Regions from separate parts of the Nomascus leucogenys genome. Here region 2 is linked to region 1. Evidence: chromatin contacts called from public Hi-C data. All regions are on one chromosome and are shown on one strand. Each heading gives the region's core, a stretch centred on a gene start, on an enhancer-like site or on the middle of the called end of the contact. The rest is flanking DNA. Distances are from core to core; before and after follow the strand shown. Region 1 holds the start of CDV3 (protein CDV3 homolog). Region 2 overlaps BFSP2 (phakinin).

The links. Hi-C and Micro-C count contacts between places; a contact is called where the count stands out from the background.
Region 2: a contact with region 1 is called in a Hi-C map of a lymphoblastoid cell line, with 4 times the contacts expected there. The contact joins the enhancer-like site here to the promoter of CDV3 in region 1. A contact is called at or near these places in 2 of 4 Hi-C or Micro-C datasets (both in a lymphoblastoid cell line).

Annotation. Positions count from the first base shown.
Region 1 is chr8:17,139,246-17,143,714 of Asia_NLE_v1, reverse strand. It overlaps CDV3 (protein CDV3 homolog), which reads left to right and starts at 2,222. Exons shown (of 5, transcript XM_030816815.1): 1 at 2,222-2,478; 2 at 3,233-3,309. The coding sequence starts at 2,239.
Region 2 is chr8:17,263,192-17,267,660 of Asia_NLE_v1, reverse strand. All of the region lies in intron 1 of BFSP2 (phakinin), which reads left to right. Among named protein-coding and RNA genes, the nearest start is that of BFSP2, 42 kb to the left of the region's middle. Within about 2 kb of position 2,625, the one cell type or tissue checked has an H3K27ac peak away from gene starts, as active enhancers do. A contact at or near this core is called in a lymphoblastoid cell line, where this site is marked.

The DNA.
Region 1 (4,469 bases), core at 973-3,472:
AAATAAATGAAAGAGAGGGAGGGAGGAAGGAAGAAAGAGGGGGGAGGAAGAAAAGGAAAGAAAAGAGGAAGGGAGAAAGAAGGAAGAAAAAAAAGAAAGAACATAAATTTGATTAGTGATAGTAAGGGAGGGTGATGGTGATGGGCAGTACTGAACCTGGCCTGCATCACAGGAAGATATATGTTGTCATAGAAGAAGTCACTCTGGGAGCTGTTTATGTTTGGGGAATAGTATATGTATAAGCTCAAGCTACTTGCTGGCTGAGGCTAGGTCCTTCATTTATTTGACATTCAGAAGTTAGTTAGTTTTTTTTTGGTTGTTTTTTTTTTTTTTTTGGAGACGGAGTTTCGCTGCTGTTGCCCAGGCTGGAGTGCAATGGCGCGATCTCGGCTCACTGCAACCTCCGCACCCCCGGGTTCAAGCAATTCTCCAGCCTCAGCCTGTAGCTGGGATTACAGGCGTTAGACACTATGCCCGGCTAATTTTTGTGTTTTTAGTAGAGACGGGATTTCACTATTTTGGTCAGGCTGGTCTCAAACTCCTGACGTTAGGTGATCCGCCTGCCTTGGCCTCCCGAAGTGCTGGGATTACAGGCGTGAGCCACCGCGCCCAGCCAGAAGTTAATTCCTTAATAGCATTGTAAGTAGGGAGTAGGAAAAGAAACTTTAATGGGGTAACTGTAAAGGAAAAGACGAAGAAGTCACTCCATTTACTGGCTGGGTTCTATCTACCCCATAGGGCTACCAACATTTGTCTGAGTCATTTCCTCAATGGTTGTGACAGCTCCCTCTTCTGCTTTTAGAAGGAGGAAGTAGAAAGTTTAAGAGCTTACTTTAGACCACCTTTTGCATATAGAATTCATTTCATTTTCAAGGCCCCAAGGGTATTTAAATGGGCTTTAAACCCATTTAAACCTGGCCTTCACCTGGGCATTTTGGTCTCCACCCCTATGATAAGACAGTCCCCTCCTTTTATCAGGGATAGAAGCTAAGGATAAACTGCATCATCATCTAGACTCAAGTTAGGGCGTTAAGCAATGTGCTGGGCAGCTAATAATGTTGACTCTCTTCCCTCCATCCCCCTATCTTGTAAGAAATAGTATACCCACTTTACAGATTAGGGACTTGACGATAGGATTTATTCAACTTGACTTTGGTAAACATAATTCAGAGGGTGGAGTTCAGACAAAATCCCTTTCTACCTACCAACCAGCCTATGAAAGAGCTTTTAGTAAATGGGACCTAAACTTCAGGCTCACTGCTCCTCTCACTTTCACAATCAACCTGTAAAGAAGAAAAGTAATGGTTGCCACACCAGAGAGGGTGGAAGTACAGAAGCGATCAGAGGAGAGGAACAATCTTTAACACAGTTGGCTTAACGCAGTACCTGTCCGTTTCGCGAAAGTTCAAACGACTACTATGGGGCCACGGTTTGTTCTGGGCCAGGAAACGCACGTGCATCCTGCACATGCGCCCAAAAGGAACCCACCGCCCCTCCTGCTGGACCTCTTTAGCCAAGTCATCAACCAGCCCTCAAAATGCCCGCCCTCAAGACTAAACCCTCGGCCAATCGGGAAACCGGAGTCATTAGACACGTCACTTATTTTGCATATGCCCTCCTCTCCCCGCCCCCATGCTTGGACTCCGCCCCGTCTAGGTCGGGAATTGTCACCTAAGAGCTTCGTCCTGGCACCTGATTGGCTCTCTTTCCAGCTCCGCCTCCATCTCCTCCCGCCACCGCCCCTTGGCGATTCCACAGCGGCAGGCCTAGCAAAGTACGCAGGCGCAGGCGCTGCCTCTCTCTTCTAGCAGCCCGCCCTCCCTCTTCCCTCTCCCTCCCCTCTCCACCCCCTTCCCCTCCTCTCCGGGCCTGCGCGCGCGCGTCTTCCTCCGGCACGCGCCGCTGCTAGCCGAGCACTCTCGCTAGAGCCTCTGACTCGCGTGCCTTTTCCCCTCAGGTTGTCGGGAGAGCGGGATCCTGCTCCGCCACCGCAGCAGCAGCCCCGGCAGCCTCGGGCGACAGCGGCGGCGCGCGAGCCCCCGGGCGGACCGTACCACCGCTTGCCAGCACGCAGGGGGAGCCGCCCGTCTCGCCGCGCACGCCTCGGCGACCCCGCGGGGCTGAGGCGTCGCCGCGCCCGGCAGCGTGAGCGCAGAGCCGGCCTCGACCCCGAGCTCGGAGGCCCGCGGGCCGCGCCCGCCGCCGGCCCCACCCATCCGGGTCGAGGAGGCCGAGGCCATGGCCGAGACGGAGGAGCGGAGCCTGGACAACTTCTTTGCTAAGAGGGACAAGAAGAAGAAGAAGGAGCGGAGCAACCGGGCGGCGAGTGCCGCGGGCACAGCGGGCAGCGCCGGCGGGAGCAGTGGAGCCGCGGGTGCGGCGGGCGGTGGGGCGGGCGCTGGGACCCGGCCGGGCGACGGCGGGACCGCGAGCGCGGGGGCTGCGGGCCCAGGGACCGCCACCAAGGCTGTGACGAAGGTGAGGGGCCAGGAGGCCGGCACTCAGGGCCCGGGCCGCGCGCCGGTGCCCCATGTGCCCGCCCCCGCCTGCCGGGGAAGCGTCCGGGAGGGGCCGCGGAGGCCGGGCGGACGGGCGCGGGCCGCCACGTGACGCAGGATCTCCACCTCGGGCCGGCGTTGCCAGGGCTGGGACCCCTTCCGACACCCGCGGTGGAGCCGCCCTTCCCACCCCGCGTCGCTTGGCGTTAGCCAAGGCCCAGGCGGCGCCACCCTCCGGGGGCACTAGGTCCGGGGCCGCACTGCCCAGCACAGAGCAGCGTTTATCGGGTGACGTCTAGGCTGAGTAATTCCGTGTGCTGACCTCAGCCCAGTAGTTTGAGCTGAATTTTCGCTTTCAGCAGCCGCATTTGTAGCAGCTCTTTTGTGTTGACTTAGTCTCTAAGCCCGTGAAAGAAAAAGAAAACTCTCGGTGGCAAGGTTGAAGTAGAAATGTAGTTGTGAAATTCCTATTGACTTCTTCCTTCGGCTTTTCTTAGTTGCTTAAAGTAACAGCTCTCATGCAGGAACCCAGCGGAAGTATAGTGTTAGCCTACGAGCATGTTTATCCTCCATTTAGCCTAGTTTGCCCCAGAACGAAGCAAGAGTTTTGACCAGAAGACAAGTACATACTTAGTTTAGGTTCCAGCCACTTGATCCACTTTTCGTAGTGTGTTATTTGATTAGTTATATGTCTACAAAAAACTTTAATTGATCAAATGGCGTTTGTTTTACAGGACGAAGATGAATGGAAAGAATTGGAGCAAAAAGAGGTTGATTACAGCGGCCTCAGGGTTCAGGCAATGCAAATAAGGTATAGTCTGGTTACAAATGTGTTTAGATAACCTTTAGGACAGATATTGGATACAAGTTAGGTTTTCCTTTAGCCCCAAAGCAGCATCATAGTAGCCTTGTGCTCTAGATATGCTTATTAGGACTCAAATGGGTTCTGTCTACTCTTTCTCACTCCATGGAGGCAGCCCTTCCGTGTGCTCATGAAATTAGCTGCTGACTCTAAAATCCTGTGAGAGCTTGCCTATTTCCAGTTCTGGTTAGGCCTTCTCATTTGAGACAGCTAAAGTGGATTTTGTCGCTTCAAAATGTTTACTTTTAACATCGGTGACTGTACTTAGTTTGGGTTTCAAAAGTAATGTGGATGTTTTTCACATCCTCTCCAATAAGCAAGTGAATATATTTTTGTAATTGAAGTATATCATACTTACAGAGAGAGAGGTTTTATGTGTTCACACAGTGCAACCAACCTGTGCAATAAGCGCGCAGGTCAAGAAACTGAGTATTACTAATACAGAACAAGGTTCCCCTCCTAACACCTACTCACTGCATTCACCTTCAACATAACCACTATCCTAACACCATAATTTTTTCTAAAACTTCATAGGAATGGAATTATGTGTGAACATGTTATTTTTTAAAGTTCAAGAAAACATAGTAATTTTTAAAAATTGGGTAGTTTAGAAGATTTGAAATTAACATTTTGTCAAGTCCAGTCTATGGCAGTCAACTTTAAGGTTGATGTTAAGTAAGTGCTATATTTCAGAGGGTTCATAAAGTAGGAAAAAACAAGTGAAGATATGGTTCTGCTTTAAGATTAAAAAATCCTTTGCTCCCGATTTAAAGAAATAAAGGATCTTGATAAACTGTCTCCAGTTTGAAGTTTGCATTTTATAGGCAATGCCAGTGAGTGCGAGGCACAGTGGAGGAAATAGTTTCCTTAACTGAAAACTGTCTTTTGACCTCTCTGGATGTTAGTATCTATAGCTTTCGATAACTTACAAAGCTGCGTTAATATTATTGACATTTGTTGAACACCTACCACAGCTAGGCATTAATGTCCTACTGTGAAAACATCATTTTGTGAGCTTAACCAAAGTGAAACCCCCAGATTGATAATGGGAAACTTTCAGGAATGATGGCTCTTCCACTCTTGAGATTTCTTTGTAGTGGTGTTGAGTA
Region 2 (4,469 bases), core at 1,376-3,875, 120 kb before region 1:
GAACTGGATGCTAAGGAGGCAGAGATGAGAGACTGTCCCTGATCCAAGGACACACAAATCAGTGATGGAGAAAGGCAGGAAAAGATCAGAATAACATGCAGCATGACAACTGCAGAGATTGATATACCACAGTAGGTATGGGGAGTACTGAGGATACCTAGCACAACCTGAGCCAGGTTTTGAAGGATGGATAGGAGTTCACCAGACAAAGGAAAGTAGGAGGCAGTCTGCCGTGACATGCAGAGGTAGCAGCAGGAGTCAAGGTCTGGAAGCCAGAAAGGCCTGAGTCTGTTCAGAAAAATAACTCAGTTCATGGTTGGGGAGTGAGGGAAAAATAAAACTAGACTGAAGAGCAAGGTCCAAATTGTGCCCAAGGCTACAGACTTCATAGGACAAGGGGACATGGGAAGGTTCATTCCGGAGCACAACTTCAAATAAAATATGAGTTCAAAACATGAGTTCCAATCTGCATCTGAGTAAGTTCATTCCAGTAGAAAGGGGGAGGGTGAGAGGTTAGAAAGCAGAGACAGAGAGAGAGAGAGAAAGAGAGAGAGAGAGAGAAAGCAATGTCACAGAGGGTGTATAAGTCCATTTTCATACCGCTATGAAGAAATACCTGAGACTGGGTAATTCATAAAGAAAAGAGGTTTAATGAACCCACAGTTCCCCATGGCTGGGGAGGCCTCACAATCATGGCAGAAGGCAAAGGAGGAGCAAAGGCACATCTTACATGGTGGCAGGCAAGAGACCATGTGCAGGGGAACTTCCCTTTATAAAGCCATCAGATCTCGTGAGACTTAATATCTTACTATCATGAGAATAGCACGGGAAAACCTACCCCATGATTCAATTACCTCCCACCAGGTCCCTCCCACAACACGTGGGGATTAAGGGACCTACAATTCAAGATGAGATTTGGGTGGGGATACAGCCAACCATATCAGCAGGAGATGCTGGCTGTCTAAATAGAGCCCCCTCAGAATCACTGTATCTGGATGTGCCTGGGGCTCAAAATTAGATTTTTTGGGGGCAGCTGGAGAAAATTAAGCCCTAAAGGGCTGTCTCACAACAAACTCATCTGACATAAACACCCAGGACTGTGTTATAAATGGTAGGGGTTAAACCCTATATATGGTAGGGGTTAAACCTCTTTAGTGACCAGCACTGGTGCCTACTATCCAAAGCAAGCCCTTGTATTTCTGAGGTTGCTGGAGGTTGAAGTCTAGGTGGGCCCAGAACCAGAACTTGGAGGGACAGAGAGGCTTCCAGGGAAAGAGGAGCCTAAAACACTTTGTCCTCAGCATGACAGACTTCTAGGGGCCAAGGTGATCCTGTTTGCCCAACAATGGCAAATAAACCCCGGCCAGCAGTTCTAGCTTCTCACTGCATGCTCATCTGGCCCCTCTACAATGATGTTCCTTCCCAGTCAGAGCAGAGTCTGATGAAGTCAGGGTTTATTTGCAGTACAGGCTCAGAAGTGTATTGTGGCTTCCAGAGTGAAATCCAACCTTAGCCCTCAAATGTCTCTCATTCTCCTTGGACACCCAGTGGCTGTGACTGTGCTTGTGGGTGAACTGTCTCAAGAGATGGCTGGACTTCTCCATTACTTGAAGACATTTCCCCTAAGTTCACTTTCAGATGCAATCTTTTTTTTTTTTTTTTTTTTGATGGAGTTTTGCTCTTGTTGCCCAGGCTAGAGTGCAATGGCGCCATCTCGGCTCACTGCAACCTCCGCCTCCCAGGTTCAAGCAATTCTCCTGCCTCAGCCTCCTGAGTAGCTGGAATTACAGGCACACCCATGCAGGGCTAATTTTTGTATTTTTAGTAGAGACAGGGTTTTGCCATGTTGGCCAGGCTGGTCTTGAACTCCTGACCTCAGGTGATCCGTCTGCCTCAGCCTCCCAAAGTGCTGGGATTACACTTTGTAATCCCCATGAGCCACCGGTGTGAGCCCCTGCACTCGGCCTCAGATGCAATCTTAACTCACTGTGCATGGGCTTCTTAGTTTTTGTCCCCAGGTAACGACTATCAGGTTAAACCAGAAAAGAGATGATTAGGACTTGAACCAAGCTGGATAATGGAGTGGGAATGGATTTGGGCACATCTACTTGGGGAATTGATGGTTTTTGACTTGTGAGATGAGGGAGAGAGAGATGTTTAAGGTGATTCTCAGGTTGGAGCTAGGTAAGAACCTGGCTGTTCCCTGAGGGTAGGCACTGGGTCTTCCCTGCTTGGGTTCTCCATAAAGAGGCAGCACTACTGCTGGGCTCATTAATTCAATTAATACCTGCTGTACCAGACACTGTGCTAGGGATGGAAAAACAAACAGGACAGAAAGGCAGTGCCTGACCTCCAGGAGGTTATATTCTAGCAGAAAATACAGATAAAATAATTTAAAAACCATAAAATTCATAATAAAAGCTGTGGTGTTTTAAAGAAAACTAACAAAGCAGAAAGGGGCAGAGTAAAGGGAAGCACTTCTCGCAGTAAGGTGACCAGAATGAGGGAGCTATTCATGCAAAGAGGAGGGGAGGAGTGGGTCAGGCAGGGGAGTCGGCGAGTGCTAGGGCCTCGAGCAGGAGAGGGACTGGTATGGTCCAGAAAGACCAAGACCCACATGGCTGGAGCCTTGGGAGCAATGGAAGAGTAACAAGCATGCAGGGCCTTGAAGGCCACTTCAGAAGATTGGGTTTTACTCTAAGTTTAAGAGACACTTCTATAGAGTTTTGTTTTGTTTTGTGTGTTGTTTTTGTTCTGAGACAGGCTTTCACTTTCACTCTGTCTCTCAGGCTGGAGTGCAGTGGTGCAATCATAGCTCACTGCAGCCTCGACCTCCTGGCCTCAAGAGATCCTCCCACATCAATCTCCCAAGTAGCTGGGACTGTGGGTGCACATCACGACGCCTGGATATTCTGTTTTTTTGTTTTGTTTTGCTTTTTGGAGAGATAGGGTTTTGCTATGTTGCCCAGGCTGGTCTCAAACTCCTAGGCTCAAGCAATCCACCCACCCTGTCCTCCCAAAGTGCTGGGATTATAGGCATGAACCACCACACCCAGCCCCTCTGAAGAGTTTTAATTTAGTTTAATCAGAGTGACATGATATGATTACAAGAGTTTAAAAAGCCCACTCTGGAAGCAGGATGTAGAATGCATTGGAGGAGGGAGGTAGAGATCAGGGAGTTGGAAGGATATTACAATGGGATATTATAATGGGATAGGAGAGCATGATGGTGACTTGCACTAGGGTGATGTCAAGAGAGGTAGAGAGAAGTAAATGGATTTGAGATACATTGTGGGGGTAGAATTGACTAGACTCAGTGATCAATGAGATGTGGGAGACGACAGAAAGTGAGAGATCAAGGTGACCCCTTGGTTTCCGGGTAGACATTGGGGTTGTTTACTGAGATGAAGAGGATCAAGGGGCAGTGGGGAAAGGGAAGATTTGAGGGGAAATTATCTAGATTTTCTTCTTTTTGTTGATGGATTTTCGCTCTTGTTGCCCAGGCTGGAGTGCAGTGGCACAATCTCAGCTCACTGCTACCTCTGCCTCCTGGGTTCAAGTGATGATCCTGCCTCAGCCTCCCAAGTAGCTGGAATTACAGGTGCATGCCACCACGCCCGGCTAATTTTTTGTATTTTTAGTAGAGGCGGGGGTTTCACCATGTTGGCCAGGCTGGTCTCAAACAACTGACCTCAGGTAATCCACCCACCTCAGCCTCCCAAAGTGCTGGGATTCCAGGCGTGAGCTACCGCGCCCGGCTGAAATTATCTAGATTTTCATTTGGGGACATGTTAAGTTTGAGATGTGTGAGAAGTAGCCAAGTGAAGACCTCAAAGAGAGGGTAAGTATGCAAGTCTGGAGCTGAGCAGAAAGTTCTGAGATAGACATTTAAATGTGAAAGTTATTAGCACATACAATGCCATTTAAATCTATGTGGATAGGTCAGACCATTTAGTGATTAAAAAAAAGAAGCACCAAGACCCAATCCTGAAAAACTTTAACATTTAGAGGTCAGATAAGGAAGAAACACCTGATGAAGCAGAGAATAATGAGAAAGAATGGTCAATGAAGTAGGAGGAAGTCCAGAGAGAGTGGTGTCATGGAAGCCGAGACAGGAAAGTACATCTGTGACAAATGCAACCGGCAGGTCAAGATGAGCACAGAGAAGCATCTGCCGGGCTTGGTAATGCGGTGGCCTTTGCCTTGTTATTAAGAGCAGTATCACTGGGGTGCTAGGGACTGAGAATTATTTCTCATTCCTTTATTGCTAGAAGCAAGTTATGCTGAACATCCATCCTAAACTTGAAAGTCAAATAAATGTGGGAAGAGTTTCCAAGGGAATCTTGCATCTTGCCACTGCACCAGCTGAGTTTAATTTCCCAGGAGCTCAGTCTTACCCACCTCCTCCCCACGCCTGCAGCTCTAGCTGCCAGGATGCCAATATCTTTACTCCAAACAAACCATTAATT